2 separate regions of the Hordeum vulgare genome follow, and region 2 is linked to region 1. Evidence: chromatin contacts called from public Hi-C data. All regions are on one chromosome and are shown on one strand. The core of a region is the stretch at or near the end of the contact, and the rest is flanking DNA. Distances in the headings are between cores, read along the strand shown.

What was found. A called contact is a pair of places that touch in the nucleus more often than the background predicts.
Region 2: a Hi-C map of seedling shows a contact between it and region 1, with 4 times the contacts expected there. The contact joins the promoter of LOC123408964 here to the promoter of LOC123410222 in region 1. A contact is called at or near these places in 2 of 6 Hi-C or Micro-C datasets (leaf and seedling) and 1 of 1 datasets of contacts at active chromatin or transcription factors (embryo).

The regions. Positions count from the first base shown.
Region 1 is chr7H:399,217,759-399,222,305 of MorexV3_pseudomolecules_assembly, reverse strand. It overlaps LOC123410222 (beta-glucuronosyltransferase GlcAT14B-like), which reads left to right and starts at 2,191. Exons shown (of 5, transcript XM_045103129.1): 1 at 2,191-2,401; 2 at 2,497-3,264; 3 at 3,835-3,910; 4 at 4,028-4,143. The coding sequence starts at 2,598.
Region 2 is chr7H:399,769,072-399,773,688 of MorexV3_pseudomolecules_assembly, reverse strand. LOC123408964 (dnaJ homolog subfamily B member 3-like) reads left to right here and starts at 1,287. Exons shown (of 2, transcript XM_045101982.1): 1 at 1,287-1,463; 2 at 1,586-1,957. The coding sequence starts at 1,287. The coding sequence ends at 1,957. It overlaps LOC123409722 (external alternative NAD(P)H-ubiquinone oxidoreductase B2, mitochondrial-like), which reads right to left and starts at 685. Exons shown (of 10, transcript XM_045102582.1): 1 at 440-685. The coding sequence starts at 531.

The DNA of each region.
Region 1 (4,547 bases), core at 942-3,441:
AAGATTGTGCCAAATCAAGAACACGAGAGAGAGAGAGAGAGAGAGAGAGAGAGAGAGAGATCAAACAAATAACTACTGGTACGTACCCTCAGCCCTGAGGGTGAACTACCCCCTACTAGTCATGGAGACCACCGAGATGATGAAGATGGCCTGTGATAATGACCCCTTTGGCAGGGCACTTCAAAAGGGCTCCAGATGGGATTGCTTCCGAATAGAGGCTTGCGGAGACAGAGCGGAAGTTCTCGGGTTGTTTATGGACTTTCTATATTTAGGAATTTTCATCATCGGTTTCACGCCAGGGGTGCATGAGGGACCGACGTGCTCAGGGTGCGCGCTCTTGGGGGGACCCAGGCTTGTGACTCCCCCGACAATCCTATGGTACATCTCCAAGTCTCCGTGGGTCTTTTCTGGTCCATGAAAAAATACCATAAAATTTCGTGGAAAATTTGGACTTTGTTTGGTATGAATATTTTGCAAAACAAAAAATAGCCAGAAAATAGAAACTGGCACTAGCACTAGGTCAATAGGTTAGTTTCCAACAATCATATAAAAGTGCACCAAAATCATGTAGAACTCAGATAAATATTGCATGAATACTTCATAAATTGTTGGTACATTGGAGACGTAGCAGTTCAGTAGTGCCATCTCTCTCGAAAGTAGAATAATGAAGGGTAAAAAAATTATTGTTGGGTAATTGAACAAACTATGCATTGTTGTAAACATCATTCATGGCTTAATAATTGCATAGGCATTACGTTGGTAATAAGTAGAGCATTAAGCTTACTTGCGTCTATTACTATTACTTCACTCTAAGACTACTATCTAGCATGCATATGAAAGTATTAAGTTCATAATAAATAGAGTAACACAATAATCAAGATGACATAATGTACACCAAGTAAGACCAGTCAATATGATCAAACCCCATTTTTATCCTTAAGTAGCAACCACACAAATACGCACCCTTTTCCTTCCTGTCACTCGACAGGGTCACCGCAAGGTTGATCCTACTACAAAGCACCTCTACCGTAGAAGATAAATCAATCAAACTTGATCAAATTAGACACGTAGATCGGAAAGAAATAGAAATCTATAAAATTAGGCAAATATGAAGGCTAAAGAACTCAAAATATCTCTATGAATAATCTGATTATAAATCCACAATTTATTGGATCCCAACCAACACATCGCAAAATATTACATCCGACTGATCTTAGAGAAGATCATTATATTGAAAATCAAAATAGAGAGAGCAAGCAATCTAGCTATTGTATGGACCCGTAGGTCCTTTAGGAATTACTCAAACATCATCATGGAAGCAACAAGGTTGATGAAGATGGCCTCACCAATGATTTTCCCTCTCCACATAGTATCGATAAAGGACTCCAGAAGGGGTTGCGGTGGAACAGAGGCTTTCGGCGACAATAAATTGTTTCGGGTCTTGCTTCGAGGGTTCCTGAATATTTTAGGAATTTATAGGCCAAAAATAAAGTCAAACGGATCACGAGGGGACCACAAGCCTCCCTGACACACCTACCCCCTAGGGTGCACCCCACTTGTTTGTGGCCCCTCGCGGGTCTTCTTGCCTCCTCCCAAAGCTTCTAGGATCTACTGTAAATCATCAAAAGTCATATCATGTTTGGTTTCGGTAAGTATGGTTTTGCGAAACAAAAATATGCAGAAAACAAGAACTGACACTTGACACTAAATTAACCGCTCAGTCCATAAAATAATATAAAATAACATCTATAATATAAAAATGTAATAATATAATATCCCCCTCCATATCACACTATATGACGTGTTTAGGCTAAATTACCCTACAAAATCATATATTTCGATATAGAGACATATATCCTACAATCAATTAAGATGATTGTCCAATAATATGCTATGTGTATAATCATCTAGTTCTATTTGTGCTGGTTATGGCCGTATTTATTTAAAAAAAAATTCCAGTTCTTGAACTACATACTTGATGGGTATTTTTGTTAATAAAATACCTGCGTACATCATTTTGATGTAAAAGCCGGTGTAATTATTCTAAAAAAATGAATTTATCTTTTTCGTAAATTTCTACGTAAAAATTCATGTGTGCCGTGTCTCACAGTCCTGAGGCTTTTCTTATGGTGAAAATGAAAACCTCGTGTTGCCCTACTAAAAAGATGAAAAAAAGGAAAATCTCGTCTTGCGCTCCTCCTCCTCGATAGAAAAAAAAAGAAAGAGAGGAAAATGTGGTGTTGCCAGTGCTGTACGCTGCCGAGCTCAACCACTCCAGCCTGCTGCTCCGACCAAAGCGTGGAGACGGACGGAGCTACCAATTTGGATCCCTCAGGCCGGTTTCTCGCAGGAGGCAGCGTACGGCGGTGACGCGGCACCCGGCGGGGTCACGGGAGCGCAGGTATGCCGATTTAGGAATTGGGGATTTGTTGAAGTGTGAAGGATGGCTAGAAATTGGAGTCTACTCACTGTTCTTGACGTGATTTGCGAATGTAGGTGCGCAAGCTAGAGCGATTCCGGAAGCACAGCCTTGAATTTGGAGTCGTGCGCGCCCCCCCTTCATCGGTGCGGTGTCCTAGTTGAATGCGTACGAGCAAATGAGGAAGAGCTGTGGCCTCAACTCCGGTCCCGGGAGGCCCTTCAACGACCGCCGGTGGCTGCTCCCCTTCATCGCGAGCCTCCTCGTGTCGGTCACCCTCTTCCTGGCCGCCGCCTGCGGCCTCTTCTCACCGCCCTACTTGGCCGGCGACGACGCCTTCCTATTTGACGTCGTCTCGTTCACCGACTGGGACGACGGAGGCTCACCGTCGCAGCGGGACAGCAGCCAGTCAGTGGAACCCGAGGCAAAGGACCGGCTGCTGGACGACAACGACAACCCCGACAACGCCGCCGTGAACTCTGACGACTCCGACGCCGAGCCGCCCAGGCTGGCGTACCTCCTCGAGGGCACCAAGGGCGACGGCCTGCGGATGCGGAGGGTGCTGCAGGCGATATACCACCCGCGCAACCAGTACATCCTGCACTTGGATCTGGAGGCGCCGCCACGGGAGAGGATTGACCTGGCCATGTACGTCAAGGGGGACCCGATGTTCAGCCAGGTCGGGAATGTGCGGGTGATCGCCAAGGGCAACCTGGTCACGTACAAGGGGCCGACGATGGTCGCCTGCACGCTCCACGCCGTGGCGATCCTCCTCAAGGAAGGCTTGGAGTGGGACTGGTTCATCAACCTCAGCGCCTCAGATTATCCCCTCATGACGCAAGATGGTTAGTGCTCTTGTTCAACATTTCCAGTTTTATTATCCTGCAATTGAGCAACTAAATGGAAGGTGGAGCTGCATTCTCATGATTGGCAAACACAAACCAGCCAATGTGATAACATGGCAATTTCCTTGATTTACCTGCCGAGACTTTACTCCTGTTGTCTGAGATGTTGCACTGCGGAATGGGTTGGGTAACAATATCATGTCATAAGATTGAAATCATTCATGCCATGTGGGCATCGGGGGCATATATGTCGCAATTCCGCTGCAGCCTGGACTAGCATAACTAGATATCTTCTGCATTATCATCACTTGTGCAGAGGATAGACTCCTCATTGAGTAAAGATTGTAAGTGTCGCGAAGCATCACTTTCGTAGATACCTAGAGGATAGAGGCCATGGATAAGTTATAGGGGGTGAAGTGCCAGTGTGCAGTGCTCGTTTAAAATTTTACTAAATCAACAGCAACTACTGATGGCAGTGTACTTGTAGTGTGAGCTGACAGTATCTCTGTGCTGATATACTTAATTTATTGCATACTCCATGAGTAGTTAACTGCTATTATTTCTGTACAGATATACTTCATGTTTTCTCGTCTTTGCCAAGAAATCTTAATTTTATAGAGCACATGCAAATATCTGGATGGAAAAGGTACATTTTCTTAATGGTGTAAACACTTGTATTTTGATTCACGTTAATTTTCTCTAGCTCTGTTTATCCTTCGCAAACTACTTTGGCTTTTCTGATGTTTGTGTGCTTTCATCACAGGATCCAAAGAGCAAAACCCATAGTTCTGGACCCAGGGCTTTATCTGTCAAAAAAGTTTGACCTTTCTACGACTACTGAGCGGCGAGAACTGCCAACATCTTTCAAATTATATACTGGTAGGACCTGCGTTCTGATTTCATTATTGACAATTCTACATTTCTACCCATAAACCAGTACATTTGTGTGGCAGCCGGCATACATGCGGCCTTTGAGAACCACTTGCTTAAATTTATTCAATTATGCTCTTAATTTTTACACTTGCTATAGGCTCTTAGTTCAAGTTGTACCTTTTGCATAAAGAAGAACAGCGGCTATTTCTGTTTGTTGTATTGGCATATCAGTCTGGAGGTATTGTGGTCAAAAGTATTTGAAACAAGCGGAAATGCAATTCGGCTCCCGGTAGCACGTGCTCCTGCCCATGAAAAATGAATTCTAATAAGTCAGAAAAATTCCAACAAAAATATTACGTGTTCTTTGTCACATCCAAATGCTACCTGACAAGTTTTAGGTAAAAAGGTTA
Region 2 (4,617 bases), core at 38-2,537, 550 kb before region 1:
AGGACAAGTATTTCCCGACGGAGGGAGTATATTCTTATATTTTTCCCTTGATTTGTACTAGCATTCCGAAATCTGGTTAAAAAACAGAGCTACCCTCTGATGGAGAATCGATTTACTCCCGTTGATACGCGAGGTGATCTCGAACTGAGACAACAGTTTGAGCGGCTCGGAGGATGAGAAACCGCAGCAACTACCGAACATTTCTATCCCGGAAGGGATCCACAAACGAAACGACGAAGCCACCGAGTACTTCTCCGAGAAAAAATGACAGGAGGCTCCAAAAATTCGTGCCCGACATTCGCGAAAATGCTGCTGCAGCCTAGAGGCCACACGAGGTATGCAGTAGCAGCAGATCCGATCGAAATTCCCAAGCCCCGGGGCCAAGACGAGGGAAATGGAAATTAGTGGGCGGAGAAAGGGGAAGGAAGGGGGGAGGTACCTTGCGGCGAGGACGACGACGAGGCCGGTGAAGGTGGGGCGGTTGTTGAAGGCCCGGGACGCGCTCTCCCACGCGAACGCCGTCCACCTCATCTTCCTCCCTCCGGTACGCTTTGCTCTTCCTCCGGGGCTCCGGTGATCCTGGAACGTACTGGCGGCGGCGGCAGCAGGAGTAGAAGAAGAAAAAGAAATGGCCACCTCGCTCGCTCGCCTCGCCCGTGAACTGTTTATATGCTGCTAGTACGCGTCTGCACTTTTTTCTTGCCGTGGTTGGCGCCGTGTTGGTGCCGGTGCGGCGAGGGGTTGGTGTGACTGCTGGGCGGGCCCGGACGGGCGGAGGGAACATGGGTCGTCAGTTCCGGACCTGTGGTAGACACACGTGGTTGGCGTGCTAAAGCGGCCTCGCCCAACGCCCCTTCGCTCCCTCCCTCCTTCCTCTCAATCACTTTGGGCGTGTTTGGTTCGTTTGTATTGCATCTGGCTCGCATCCATCATGCAAAATATAGATTGTTTGGTATGCTGTATGTGTAGTTGGACCTGGCCCGACAGATGCAAAAAACGCCTCCGGGCCAGGCTGCGGGGAAACGCAAGTTCGGGCCGTTTCCGCGAGCCTGCACCCGCGCGTGCAGCGACCCGCGCGTGCATCGCTCTCGCCTGGAGGATAGGGTTCCCTCCCGACGCATCGCTCTCGTCCTACGCGCCGCTCTCGTCCTCGCGCCGCGCCGCGCTCCCGTCCCCGCCCCCGCCCCCGCCCCGGCGAGCCGCTCCCGTCCCCGCCCCCGCCCCGGCGAGCCGCTCCCGTCCCCCCGCGACCGAATCTCCTGCGGCGCCGTCCCCCTCCAACTCCAATGGTGAACCCGTCGGAGCTCTACCACCGGATCCTCGACGTCCCCAGGGGCACCTCGTTGCAGGGGCTCCGCGCCGCGTACAAGGGCCTCGCCAGGAAATGGCACCCCGACAAGCACCCGCCGGCCTCCAAGCCCGAGGCCGAGGCGCGCTTCAAGGCCATCACCGAGGCCTACGAGGTGAGTGCCCCGCCGCCTCTTCCCCGGGCACCTCCCTGCGTGCGCGCGTCGCCGCCGTGGGAATCGCGTTCTTGATTCGCTGTGCTCGCGCGCGTCGGCGTGGGCTTCCTTTGGTTGTGCAGGCGCTCCTAGACCAGCAGGAGAACAGGGCGGTGTTCGGGGTGTGCAACGACGACCGGGCCAGCGAGATGTTCGGGACGTTCGGCTCCGGAGGCGGCGGCGGCGCGCGCATGGCGAGGACGCGCAGCGACGACTTCTCCATGAGGAGCGCGCCCGCCACGCCGGCCAGGGAGTTCACCAAGGTCTACAGCTCCGGCAACACGGGCGGGCGCCGCGCCTTCGCCGAGTTCTTCAGCTCCATCATGCGCAAGGCGCTGCCGCTGGAGCGCACCCTCGAGTGCAAGCTGGAGGAGCTCTGCCGGGGCAGCAAGAAGCAGGTCAAGTTCACCCGCGACGTCGTCACCAAGAACGGGTACTGCTCGTATGGAATGTAACTTGAATATGTGAACTTTTAAGATGTATAATATGTGAACTTTTAAGATGTACTGGATTAATATGGATGTGTGGCCCTATAATATGTGAATTTTTAAGATGTATTGGATATTGATTTATGTGTATCGGATATTGATTTATGTGTATTGGATATTGATTGTATCATAAGCTGCTTCTATACCGTACAAACAAACAAGATGCTGCCAATTTTTTAAATTACTTCAACCATATTCTTTCATTATTTCAATCATCAAAGATATTACCAAAACTATCTTGTAATTATTTTATATCTGTTCGACATCATACAACCCACCAAACAATATCTGTTGTATGTTGCATCTCTCATACAACCCAAGATGCAATATACCAAACAAAATCTGAGTTGAACCCAGCTCGTATCATGCACCCAACCAAACACACATCTCATTTTTATTTTGCATCAGGTCAACCAGGCCAGGACCACCCAAGCTCCTTCATGCAATGCATCCTGGATGCACCCAGGCAACCAAACACGCCCAATGTATCCGACGGCTAGCGCGAGAGGGATCGATCCTGCCTGCCCACTGTCGCTGGAGATGGACGAACCCCGACGGCGACACGTCGGTGCATGGTCCGTCCAGGACAGGCCGCCACCACCAGTTGGCGCATCCGCGCTGTCCCTGTGGAACACACGCCTCCTCACTTGTCATTTTTTCCAAAGTTTTTTGTTTGGATTTGTCATTTCATTTCCCCCGACATGGGTAGGGATTGGGACATCCGCGTGACACCACCCCCCCCCCCCCCCCGTCGTCGCTCCTCGCGACTCGGGGGCGAACCCTCCTGCCGCCGGCGGACCCCTCTCCGCCCTTCCACCCGCTTCGTTGCTGTCGGAGGGGATGCCGACAAAGCCGCACGCGCCCCGGGGATGGCTATGGCGGGATCTCGGGCTCTGGCTTTGGCGGCGGGATCGCGGGCTCGGTCGGCGTTGCCCCGCGGGCTATGGTGCTGCGGGATCTGGCCCGCCCGGGCTGCCATGGCGGATTCGGGGCGCGCGACCAGTAGGGAGCGGCGATTGAGCGCGTCTGCGGTGGCAGGGGCGTTGTCTGCGGCAGCCACGGTTTCGGTGGTGTCGGCTCCGATCAGGGGGCGGTGCACCTGGTTATAGTCAGCCGGCGGTGGCTGCTATGGCGGCCGGCGACACCAGATCTGTCCGCTGTCCTCCAGCCCTCATTTGTGGGCCTCTCTCCTGTGAACTTGACGGTGCCGACGTTTGCCGGAGCCCTACATGCGGGTGAAGCCGGTGGAGGAGATTCGGATTGGGGGAAACCCCTTGGTTGGCCCAGGCCGGCCTCGCCGACGAAGACGCTCAAGGGCGCCATTTTTCTTTTTTGAAGACATCGGTATACATCTGCTCCTGTGCTCCCCCTCCTTGCCTCTCGAGTGAAAATCCTAACTCCGGTGGAGTTGTCAAGTCATGCCTGGCCGACAGGTGCTACGCTGAGTCATGCCTAGTTGGCAGGTGCTACGCACGGCAGATCTCCCGGAGTTTTCGTAGTTGGACGGTTGAGCGCAGGGCGGTGGCGTCGTTGGGCGCCGTGGTGGCGTCGACGGATGATTGGACTAGCAGAGATGATGCGGATCTCTTTCCTGAATATGGATCAGTGGTTCGAGGAGGATGGCGACTCATAAAACGTGTGCGTGAGGTGTGCGTTTTAGGTGTGCTGCACCTGCTGTTGTTTCCGATACGTTATGTGGATGGATTGGAAACAACACCGGTCTTAGATATGTGGAGTGAGAGCACTCCATATTATCAAGTTTGTAGGTGTGAGTGATGGCTTTGGGCGAATTGATGTATACTCTTGTTAGACCTTTGTGGAATAATTAATAAGTTGGTTGCATGCATCGATTGATGCAGAAGCCGGTGGTTTGACCTCCTTTTCTAAAAAAAATAAAATTCCCCCAACTTTTAAACGCAAAAGGGCGGTAATCAACAGCAGACCAATGCACTAAGCTGAGATGGTAAAAAACACTAGTAGCTGATTCCTGACTTGGGTCCCAAGAAGATGGAAGGGTATATTCGTCTCGTCTGGCTCCTCTCTTTCTAGAACGTGCATAGGGCGCCACCCAACCGCTGGAGAACACAGCGAAGCGGAGAGAGAGAGACACACGCAGACGCAGACGCAGACGCAGGCGGCGAATCCTACGAAGAGCTGGCTGGCTGGCTGGCTGGATCCATCCCTGACGTCCGGGCCAAGAAAGAAAGATTCCGGAGGAGGAGGCGGGCACCGGCAAAATACCAAGTACTAGTACAACGTACGGGATACGCCCGCGCCGTTTGGTGGCCTGGCCACGTTCTCCAGACCAGATGGACGGACACGCGCATGCCGGTGAGAACGTGGATCACAGAGGCAGCAACAACGGCTTCCTTCCTCCCCCTTCCTTGACCACCGCCGTTCACCAGCCGTACGTGACGTGCGCCACATGCCGCGCAAAAGAGTCCTCCTTGGTTGGTCGCCGCTTCGTTGTCGGCTGCGATTGCGGGAAGCCGAGCGCACGGACAAAAACCATAGCCTCGGCGAAAACGGACAAGCGTTCGTTGTTTGTTCGTTCGTGACGATTTAAATTGGGAAAAGATAATGTCCATACCTTTGCAAACCGCTCATACATATGGATCTATGTCAGT